Regions from separate parts of the Hordeum vulgare genome. Here region 1 is linked to region 2. The links are chromatin contacts, called in public Hi-C maps. All regions are on one chromosome and are shown on one strand. Each heading gives the region's core, a stretch centred on a gene start, on an enhancer-like site or on the middle of the called end of the contact. The rest is flanking DNA. Distances are from core to core; before and after follow the strand shown.

Region 1 (2,700 bases), core at 148-2,647, 130 kb before region 2:
AAATCCACCAGCAAATCACATCGGCATTTCTTTCTCTCTCGTTTGCGGCCAGCAGTCGCCAACGTCGACCGGTAGGCGGTATGTAGCTTGCATATTCAAACATCAAGTGGCGGCAATCAAAGGGATAGCAGACAATAATTTCGTAAGTTATGGGATGCTTTTGTTGAATCTCGTGAGCGTGACAGGTTGGTTATATCGATGGGGAGAGCAAGCAGATATTTTACACGCAAAACCATATATTTCTGGGCTTCATCCAAAAGGATATTATAGGCAAGTCAGTCCATATTGTGATTAGAATACATTTGCAAAGTCAACAAAGGCATGTGTCCCTCCTTGTGGCGACACTGTTCCAAGGGAGGCAGGGGAAGGAGAAAATTATACTATCTGTTTTACAAAGGGATTGTTTTTTTTCCCCTCTCTTTTGGCGGTAGCAACCGAAGATATCTCTATCTACTGTAGTTCCTATATAGAATGTTCATATACTGATGTTTCCATGTCAAGTCATTCGGTCATAATTAAGAAACAACGGCCGGCGAGCCAAGCCAAGCCAAGCCAAGCCAAGCCACAATCAAATTTAACTTCAGTTGTTTTGGGTTTATTCCCTGACAGACGTTTAGGAAATCTAAGTAGGGGCGACTGGTCGAAAACACCATGCATATGAAGGCTAACTTGGTTCAGGCGGGGAATATCTGAGCATGCTTTGTACTCCAGTAGATACTTGCATGAACTGTATATCTATAAAATTACCGTCAGAAAAAAATATTAACATGCAGTCTGCATCAAAGATAAGGATAAGAAACTATAGAGTCGTCCCGCAAACAAAAGCTATAAAGCCAACTATGTTGAGCTGGGTCCATCTCAAATACTCAATCTTATCTGACATGCATCCCATCTACAACAAGATAAAATTGCCAGTATATCTTTCGGTGCATATGTAAGTTCCTAGGTATCCATCAAATTGAGATTGGAGCACAGCCAGTATAAATATTTTCACATGCACAAGGTAATTGATCATGACGACGTACCGGAGGCAGCATCGACGAACTCGCCGTTGATGAAGAGCTTGGTGTGCTTGATCTCCGGCACCACCAGCGTCTGCTTCCAGCCGTCGTTGCTCCCCATTGTGATGCGTGTCTCAACTCAGCAACACAAGCTTGCTATTCTCTACCGGAGAAAAGTCTTGTACGACTTGAGTTGCTTATATAGAGATGGCTCTGGTTTCAGGCTACGGCGTTTCTTCTTTGAGAACAGTCTGGCAACAGCTTGGTCAAGTACTGTGATGGGACTTGAAAACTCTCTTGTCCTCCACCTTGTATTATCAGTTGTATGGCTGCTAGCGCGTGGGGCGGAGACAGGGGGACACTTTCTCCTATACGTTATGGCCGACTAATGACTTTATTAACGACAGCCCAGCTTGATTTTGGGGCTATATGAAAGGTAAACGCTGCCGGTCGCGCGCCTTGCTGGTAGGTTCATGCAATATTTCGAGCGCCTCGCTGGTAGGTTCATGCAATATTTTTTCGTCAAATTTGCTGCAACCATGTGTTATTTTCATACAAACGTTTTTCATATAGCCTTTTTCCGGTTTAAATTTGTTGCAACCAACGTTCATATTTGCTATAAACGTTTTTTATTTACTATATTTGTCCAGCAAAAAAGTTGCATATACGTTTGGTTGCAACTCGAGTTTGTTGGATTTTTGCTACAACCGGCGTTTTGATTTTTGCTACAATTTTTGCTACAACCATCATTATTTTTTGCGGCAACACGTCACGTAGATATTTGCTACAACCGGCGTTTGACTTTTGCTACCACGCATCATCTTCTTCGTATTTTTGCTACGATCACGTAGATATTTTTTTTGCCACAATTTTTTTGTTGTTGCAACCGTTGACGAAAATTGACGATGCGCATGGGAAATTGTTCCAAGGTTGATGCAATCGCCGTCGGCACAGTTTCACTTCAGTTAGCATCAGGATTAGTTATGAACTTAAATAATTATTATTTAGTGCCTGCCTTAAGCATGAACATTATATCTGGATCTAGTTTATTGCGAGACGATTACTTGTTTAAGTCAGAGAATAATGGTTGTTCTATTTCTATGAGTAATATCTTTTATGGTCATGCACCCATTGTGAGAGGATTGTTCATATTGAATCTTGATAGCGATGATACACATATACATAACATTGAGACCAAAAGATGTAGAGTTAGCAATGATAGCTTCATGTTTTTGTGGCACTGCCGCTTAGGTCATCTTGGTGTAAAGCGCATGAAGAAACTCCATTCCAATGGACTTTTGGAGTCACTTGACTTTGAATCACTTGACACGTGCGAACCATGCCTCATGGGCAAGATGACTAAGACTCCGTTCTCTGGAACAATGGAGTGTGCAAGTGACTTGTTGGAAATCATACATACCGATGTGTGCGGTCCGATGAGTGTGGAGGCGCGCAGCGGATATCGTTATTTTCTCACCTTCACTAACGATTTGAGTAGGTATGGATATATCTACTTGATGAAGCACAAGTCTGAGACGTTTGAGAAGTTTAAGCAATTTTAGAGTCAAGTTGAAAATCATCGTAACAAGAAGATCAAGTTCCTACGTTCTGATCGTGGGGGTGAATATCTGAGTTTCGAGTTTGGTGCTCACTTAAGACAATGTGGAATTGTTTCACAGTTGACACCGCCTGGAACACC
Region 2 (2,700 bases), core at 44-2,543:
CTCCTTTTGCTGATAAAAGTTTTGCACATGCAGGAGGCAGCATGCCACACAAGCAACGGCAGAGGGCGTGGGAGGGGACGCGGGAGAGGTCGCCGTGCCGGGCGTGGAGCTGAGAGGGAGATTGAACACCATGAATTAGCTCGCACTGAATTTAGCAACCCAGGCCACCTAAAGGTAGAGACTGGAGATGGTTTTGACACAACTGAAACCAAGGAGCATACCCCTTTGAGCAATGCCAGGGCCTCCTTAAGGAACATTGACTTGAACTTAGATCTTGCTGACTATGAGGAGGATACAGTGGCACCGCAAGCCGATCCTGCAGCTCCGGTGGTGATCGTGGCGTCGCAAGTCCAGACTTCAGGGCCGTCGGTTTCACTGTTGAAAGAAGTGGAGACCAAGGATCTCCTGGGCTGGCAACTGCCTGAGATGAACAAGATGGCCTTGGATCCGGTCCAGTTTGCGCTGTCGTCAAACCATAGATTAGAGGAGGAGGACGAAGACTATGACAATGAAGAATGACGGTGACTCCAGCGTGGATTTAGTAGGTAGACATGACATGATGTACATCCTAGCAGGCCCAGCTTGACAATGTAGTAGCAATTCTCTTAGTAGTATGTGTACCCGCAGACGCTGCAGAAGTAATTTAGGATGTCACATATGTTGATGGCTCAGTAGCCAGTAGTAGCTATAGTATCTTTTGTGTAGCAACCATATAACTAGACAGGTTCACCGGTTGTAAATCACGGCCGCTCTTAGATCAGATGGTATGTCGCAATGCTTATGCTTGTTAGCTGTGGATTTTTCTCTCTTGCTTTGGTGGTTAATGCTGACAATCTTGTGTTGTTTCTGTGATGCAAGAGGTCCAGATATTTTGGAGGTGAATTGCAAACTACTCCCTCCGTCCCATCTCACGTAATATGAGAGCGTTTTTGACACTTGGGACAGAGGGAGTATAAGTCAACGTGTCTGATAGTAGGTGAAAATACTGGGAACTCAGCATGTTCCGTTGGGAAAATCAGAGCAACTACATGAGGTAGGGAGCAGGTTTATTTCATCATATTACGCCAGTATCCAGCGAGGCTGGCATGTTGGATAGGCTCGAGCCACAAGCTTCAGCTTACATATAAGTATATAACATACTAGCATTATCTACATCTTTTCATTAGGCGGCCGGCTTGAATTCCTGGAGCTGCTTGAAGTTCTCCCAGGCCTTCTCCCACACCTTGGCCTCGTAGAGCTTCTTGGCGCCGCCTTCCTTGACCTCGATGGTGAAGTAGTGCATGCACCCGGCCACCACCTGCTGCCTCACCTTCACCAGCCTCTCGAACTCCAGCAACGCGTTCTGCGCCCAAAACAGAATTAACAGGTCAGCCACTACAGTTAATCGTATCAGATGACTTTGGGATCGATCGGGCGGGCGGGGATGATCTTACGGCCTTGGCGTTGTGCTCGGCGACGGCGAAGCGCGCGAGCTCGATGGTCTCGAGGTCGTTCTCCCGCCCCGCCGGCGCGTCCTGGACGCCGCCCAGCAGCACGCCGCGGCCGCGTAGCCCACCGCCCTGCGCCGCCTCGGCCATGGCTGCCGTGCGTCCGGAGGGTTGCGCTGAGCCGAGGGAGGAGTGCACGACGGATTGGCTGCTGATGAGGGTCTGAGAGAGAACAGATCTATTTCCGTGAGCCAACACGATGTTTGATCGAGCGGAGTGGGGGTCGGGACTTTATAGCGACATGTGGAGTCTGGGGGCGGAAGGATTCCGTTTTTGTGCGACGTGTATTTTTTTCGGGGGCGCGACAGCTATGGGCGATGGGCGGAGCGCTGGCGCTGTGCGCCGACGCGACGGACGCGGTACGCAGCAGCGCTGGTTGTGCGATGGCGACGTTGCAATGCTTAGCTCTGAAGGCAAGTGCTGGCGAAGCATAAGCACCTCTAACCGATTCTCTAATAACCGGTTAGAAAATTAAAATTTCGGTTTTATTTCTCTAACTGGCACTTAGCCATCCCCAATTCGTTGTAATGGAGAATAAATTATTCTCAGCCGCGTATCCTTTTTTTTTTAAATATACTCCATTGTTCGGCGGCCGAGTAAAAGCCACGTCTCTTCCTCGCGTCGCCTCCTGTCACTGCAACTTCGTCGGCTTCGCCGCTACATCGTTGCCTTTCTTCACACCCGTTGCCCTTCTATTCGACGTCGAGTCCGTCTAGCCCTGTCATCGGAATATTGCGGGCGTCAACGATCAGCAGTACTGAGCTACGGAAAGTCTATCGAATTATAGCTACGGAAAGTCTATTGAAAGGACCTAATCAAAGGCTACTACAGCTATAACTGACCCGCCTATGGAATCTATTGGCTTGGCTGAACCGACGTGAAATGAAAGAGAGGAAGGCGGAAGCTATTGACAAATAGAGGGGGGATGTTCTCCGTGTCTTTTAGCTCTCACTAGATGACAACTTGCTTACTTTTCACTTCTTCTTAAGCTAGGTGAAACATTGTCCTCGTTGTTGATTCGTCGGATTCCGGTGACAGGGTTGGAGGGTCATTGGAATCAAGGTGAAACACATCGTCGTAGTTTGGCCGCATACACATCAACCGTGATAGAGTGAAGGGTCATGCAAAGATCATGAGACTACTTTGATCCAAATCCAACCTATCCGAAAGTACTTTCGTCGGCGCTTTCGAATGCACACAAGTCTTTTTTCGA

The links. A called contact is a pair of places that touch in the nucleus more often than the background predicts.
Region 1: a Hi-C map of leaf shows a contact between it and region 2, with 6 times the contacts expected there. The contact joins the promoter of LOC123444008 here to the promoter of LOC123443981 in region 2. A contact is called at or near these places in 4 of 6 Hi-C or Micro-C datasets (leaf and seedling) and 1 of 1 datasets of contacts at active chromatin or transcription factors (embryo).

Annotation. Positions count from the first base shown.
Region 1 is chr1H:447,198,651-447,201,350 of MorexV3_pseudomolecules_assembly, reverse strand. LOC123444008 (aldehyde dehydrogenase family 2 member C4-like) reads right to left here and starts at 1,397. Exons shown (of 9, transcript XM_045120607.1): 1 at 1,026-1,397. The coding sequence starts at 1,122.
Region 2 is chr1H:447,065,515-447,068,214 of MorexV3_pseudomolecules_assembly, reverse strand. It overlaps LOC123443981 (cytochrome c-type biogenesis CcmH-like mitochondrial protein), which reads left to right and starts at 1,293. Exons shown (of 4, transcript XM_045120584.1): 1 at 1,293-1,366. It overlaps LOC123443999 (cysteine proteinase inhibitor), which reads right to left and starts at 1,788. Exons shown (of 2, transcript XM_045120596.1): 1 at 1,434-1,788; 2 at 1,030-1,342. The coding sequence starts at 1,577. The coding sequence ends at 1,163. LOC123443976 (transcription regulator complex subunit bur6-like) reads left to right here. Exons shown (of 6, transcript XM_045120560.1): 6 at 34-779. The coding sequence ends at 519.